2 separate regions of the Muntiacus reevesi genome follow, and region 1 is linked to region 2. Evidence: chromatin contacts called from public Hi-C data. All regions are on one chromosome and are shown on one strand. Each heading gives the region's core, a stretch centred on a gene start, on an enhancer-like site or on the middle of the called end of the contact. The rest is flanking DNA. Distances are from core to core; before and after follow the strand shown. Region 1 holds the start of CDK17 (cyclin dependent kinase 17). Region 2 holds the start of LTA4H (leukotriene A4 hydrolase).

Region 1 (2,700 bases), core at 8-2,507, 310 kb after region 2:
TTGGCAGCCCCTTCATCTCCCCCTCCCCATCGGTTACTGGGGTTTCCCACCTTCCCTCCACCTCTGCTCTGACCAACACTCAGGGGTGTGACCCGCCAGCGGGAGGCTGCCCCGATCTTTGTCTCGGCCGGCTCCCCACGCGAGGGCTCCTCCTCCTCCCGCTCCCCACCCGCGCACACCCCCGGCGTCTCCAAGGAGCTGGAAACGCGGCGGCCGCCGCCTCTTCGCCCACCTCCCGCGGACCCGCGCCCCTTCCTTCCCCTCGGAGCTGCGCCGCCCGCTCCCGCAGCTCCACCCCCGCCGAGGGGACCTTTGTGTCTCGGGAGACTTTCTGCCTCTTCCCCTCCTCGGCCTCGCGGGGAGACCGGCCTGCCCCCGGAGACCAAGACGGCAGCAAATACGGGCGCGGCGGCGGCTGAAGGCGCCTCCCGCGAAGGAGCCGGAACGTCAGACACCCACCCCCACCCCACGCCCGGGGAAGTGCCCGGGGTCCGCGCTGGACCCCAGGGGCGACAGGCACCAGGGAGCCCCCTGCGCCGCGCCGCCCTCTCTCAACTTCCGACCTGGCCCGAGCCTCCCGCGCCCCTACCCAGCCGCCCGCCCCGGCCCCCAGTCCCGGGCACCCTGCGGCCCCGCTCCGCCCGGGGTCGGCGCGGCAGGAGGGAAAGCCCCGCGCCGCCGCCGGCCGCCAACTCACCAGCAAGTGCGGGGGCCGCGTCCCGAGAGCAGGCGAGGCGAGGGAGGCGCAGAGGCAAAGCGGCTCCGCCGACGCCCGCGGCGACCGGATGCAGGTCCGGGTCCCAGCCTCTGGCCGACCGAGGCGCCTCCGCCGCGCAGGCCTCCGCCGCCGCAGCCGCGTTCCAGCTCTCGCCGAAGATTCCGAGCCTCCGGCAGGGGCCGCGGGTCCCTCACGCGTTGCCAAGCCCCCCGGACAACATGGCTCCCGGGCCGCCGAGTCGCGCGGGCGGCCCACTAATCCCCTTGGAGGAGCCGGGGTGGGAGCGGGGCGGGCAGGGAGGCGCCGACGCCCGGCTGAAGCGGCCGGGCCGGACACGGGCTCCTTCTCTGGGGCCGCGGACGGTGCCGAGCCGACGAGACGCTCGCCGCTGCGTGTGCGTCGCTTTCTCACTCGGCGGCTGCGGATTGACGCCTCCGCCTGTTTCCCCGGGGAGAGAGAGCGCAAGAGAAAAAAGACTTTTATTGAAACGCTCCAACCAGCAGCGGCAGAGAAAGGCGACCGGCTGCCGGAGCTTCCCCCACCCCCTCTCGAGCCGCTCGCCGCGGGCAGCGCGACCCCTGCCGGTGGCCGCGGCGGGGGCGGGGCCTGGAAGGCGGGGCGGGGTATCCCCGGGAAACCCCCACCCCGAGGTGGGGGCCCCGCGCCGCGAGGGCCCCGCTCCTGGGGTGGCGAGAGGGCGGCGGGAGAGGTGATGAGACCCCACGGGGGCGAAGTTAGGCAGTGCCTGTCCACGGCGACCAGGAGAGGAAATCTGACTGGCTCAGCCCTTCAACTTTCAACATCCCCCCACCAGCACAAAAACTGTGGCTTCAATTATCCAAGTAATTATGTAATTTAGATACCATTGCCACAGTTCTCTACCCGTTCTCTAGAAAGCTGATGTCAAAGGACCCACACTTGAGCTTGATTGCTGCAGCTTTTCTCCTTTATTGTGGGAGGCTGGGTGGATACGAGAGCAGCAGTCACACACACACAGCCTTTATTCAGTTAAACTACAATCTCCTTTATATTATGTTTTTGACAATACAGTAGGTCCTTAAAGGACTAAGAGTCTCACTGGCATGAAAGATACGCCATAAGCAATTATAATAAAAACCCGAGCTTTCTGAGAAGGGAAATAGAAGGTGCTGTGAGGACAGAAAGGAACTTCTGTTGCTGAGCTGGTTAGGTTTTGTTTTCTTGGAGGAGGGGGGCCGGAGAGAGGTTGGCCCAGTTTCTGTAAACGTTTTTACTTTCTTCTCTCCCAGAGGCTAAAAGCTAGTTCAGGAATGAAGAGCAGAGTGAAAGTGAAGACAAACTGAAGTCATACTGACCCACTTTTTTCCTTTAAAAACGATAAAAGCATAAAGTAAACACAAAAACATAACCCCCTAGAGGGAGATCATGAGAGGACTGAAAAGAGAATGGAAACCGGATGTAGACAACCTAAACAAGAAAAAAAAAAACCTTTAAAACCACATAAAAGGCCCGGTGAAGTGAGATATATATTTTTCCATTGTAATGCCCAGAAATAGGCTTACTAAAATTTTAATGTAATTTCAAATCACATTATGTCCTAAGGACTTCTGACAATTATCTCCTTGGATTCCTGGGTGAATCTTTTCTCCCTAAAAATAATGTCTGCCGATTTCTCTTATTTTGTTGGACCAAACTGAACATATCTACTGTAATATTCAACAATCATATATTTCGATCTAGCCACTCCCATACATCTAAAATTACCGGAATCCATAAGTTAGCAGCATTTATGCTCTACACGTATTTAACACTTGCTTATCATAACAAGAAGATAAGTATATAACAAGCTGTCCTTTAGAACAAGTGGGCTTAAAAAAACAAAACTGTAATTGACGCTTTTTAAATTTGTCCAAGTCAAAGAACTTTGTGACATGGCAAGAAATAGCATGATTCAGAGATCTTTTAAGGTTGGAAAGACAGAAAAGTTGGTATTTTTATAAGGC
Region 2 (2,700 bases), core at 84-2,583:
AGCTTACAACATACCTTCTCTGTTGCTTATTGCTGGGCTGTAGTAGCTAATACCACACTATGCAATATATGTGGCTAGTTTTCTTGTTCCTTTTATTTGTAAAAATCCTTATCTTGGAAATTCAAATACTATCAGACAGCTTGAGTAAGAACACTGAAAATAGGCTATGTTGTACAGATAAAATAATAACATTCCACAAAGCTAAACACGTTTTTCATCATTCTGGTGGCTAGAGAGCTTGGAGAAGTCCTTATTTTCTAAGAAAGTGCAATATTATTTGCTGCTGGGGACCAACTATTAATCAATTGTATTGAGACATCCTTAGAAAGCTTGAATGTCCCCCCCTCCTTAAATTTTTCTCAGAGAAGGGTGATAAGAAGCAAAGGTAGGAAGAACCACGAATCCGGAGGCAGCTGCACCTGGAGTTATAAAGCGGAGGCTGAAAATGTTACAGCAGGGCTCGGGGTTCTGAGGGGTTTGAGAACTGGCAGGGAGATGGTGGTCGGTCACATCCCGTAGACCCGCAGGTTGAAGTAAAGGGGCCTGGGAGCGAGAGGTGGGGCTGAGAACCCGCAGGACAGAGGGCCTGGGACTTAGCTCACAGTGTGGACTGAGCAAAGTGTGCGGGGACTGGAAGAATTCTGGGGCCTGAGGAGGGAGTTCTGGGCGGCAGGCCGAGGAAATGGGGCGACCGCTTTAGCGCTGGGAGCTAGGATTAGCGGGGAAAGCAGAATTCCTGCTAAGATGAAACAAGCGCTGGGTGAGGAGCGGGGCGTGGAATGGGCACCAGGATGTGTCCAGGAACTGCGAAGGAGGCTTTGGGGAAAGGAGTGGAGGAGAAGGCAGGTACACATAGTGGGTAAGGAAGGAATGCAGAGACTCCAGTTGGGTTGGGAGGCATCGATATGGGATGCGTGGGGGGCTGAAGACCGGGGCCCTGAGAAATGAGCGGAGGCTGAAGAGGAGCTGCAGAACAGGGCTGTGGGCTGCGGAGGAGCACCTACGGATGCGCGACGCACGCGGGGCCGCACCGGGAAGGGGCCGAAGCGGGGTGAGAGGCGGAGGACGGGTGGCCAGGGAGAGGCGGGCGCCCGGGAGCAGGTCCCACCGTACCAGGCTGCGCAGATTGTCCTCCTGGGACTGCACGGTGAGCGCGGCGGTCCCGGTCAGTACCCGGCGAGCAAAGTCGATGCTGCAACGCAGGTGCAGGTGCTTGGTCTGGCAGACGGACGCCGGGGAGGCCAAGGAGCACGTATCCACTACCTCGGGCATGGCTGTGAGGAGTCCCGATGCACACGGTCTGCACCCCGGCTCTCAGCAACCAGACTACTCCGCTGAGCACGAGAGAAAGGGGGTGTGAGGTAAAGAGAGGAGGAGGAGTTCGCGGCGTCCGCTGGGAAAGGAAGTTCTTTGAAGTCAGCAAAGAGTACGGTGAGGCATTGATGGAACTACAAGTCCCATAGTGCAGTGCGACAAGGCGTGCGCTTTGCTCTCTGGGAGTGTGTGTGTGCCGAGGGGTGTAGAAGTGGATCGATATTGCTCCCAAAGTGAGAGTGGGGGGAAAGGAGGGGAATGGAAGTTAGAGGAAGGGTAAGCAGATGGAAATAAGTGGACGCTTTTATTTTAGTTCCATTCAACTTCGATGAAAGTTGCAATAGCAGTGGAAGAAATGTCAGGCCTATTGATGATTGTGGGGTGTGAGAGGGGCGGGGTCAGAAGAGATAAGAGAACTGTCAGAAGACTTTTGCTCATGCAATTCCTCGTTAGTATAGTGGTGAGTATCCCCGCCTGTCACGCGGGAGACCGGGGTTCGATTCCCCGACGGGGAGGCAATGGGGTTTTTTTTTTTCCCTGCAGGGTTCATGCAAGCATTTCAAAAGCTACTGTGAAAGAGTCAACATCAAGGTTTATATTTTAAAACCGTTTTGTGTCTGTTTTCCATGCTGGCAACCCAGTATGTACATTTTCAGGCCCTAGAGATCAAAACGAAAATAAACCACATTCTCATCTTAGAAACTTAGAACGATTACCTCAGTAAACTGTAACGAGAATTCTATTGTAAGAGTGTGCAGTGGGCGCAAGGGGGATGCAGAACTGGGGCATACTGGACGTGAGGAGAGGTTGAAGGATGACTTGCCTGAAAAATGGAACCTCAGAGTTGAAACTGGCAAAACTGGAGAAGAATGTGTCTCAACGGACTTTAAACAGCTGGACCTTTAATCTTGAATGCATGAATGGAGTACTCATAGAAAAAGTTTAAGCAAGGGAATTACATGGTCAGACTCACGTTATTAAAGGAACACTGGTAGCATTCAGAGAATGACTGTGTGTGTTAGTATCCTATCTGACTCTTTATGGCCCCATGGACTGTAGCCTTCAGGCTCCTCTGTCCATGGGATTCTCCAGGTAAGAATACTGGAGTGTGTTGCCCTGCCCTTCGACAGGGGATTTTCCCTACCCGGGGATTGAACCTGAACCTCATGCATTTCAGGTAGAGTCTTTACAGGGCCGCCAGGGAAACCCCAGAAAATGGGTATGAAGTACCAAAACCAGAGTCAGGAGATTTGGAAACCGCCAGACTTCCCTGGTGGCTCAGATGGTAAAAGAATCTACCCGCAATGCGGAAGACGTGGGTTCAATCCCTGAGTTGGGAAGATCCCCTGGAGAAAGGCGTGGCAACCCACTCCAGTATTCTTGCCT

What was found. Hi-C and Micro-C count contacts between places; a contact is called where the count stands out from the background.
Region 1: a contact with region 2 is called in a Hi-C map of muscle, with 3 times the contacts expected there. The contact joins the promoter of CDK17 here to the promoter of LTA4H in region 2. A contact is called at or near these places in 2 of 3 Hi-C or Micro-C datasets (blood and muscle).

Annotation. Positions count from the first base shown.
Region 1 is chr1:6,970,673-6,973,372 of mMunRee1.1, forward strand. It overlaps CDK17 (cyclin dependent kinase 17), which reads right to left and starts at 1,258. Exons shown (of 17, transcript XM_065937177.1): 1 at 698-1,258.
Region 2 is chr1:6,660,289-6,662,988 of mMunRee1.1, forward strand. LTA4H (leukotriene A4 hydrolase) reads right to left here and starts at 1,334. Exons shown (of 19, transcript XM_065920930.1): 1 at 1,114-1,334. The coding sequence starts at 1,272. It overlaps TRNAD-GUC (transfer RNA aspartic acid (anticodon GUC)), which reads left to right and starts at 1,758; the gene lies at 1,758-1,829.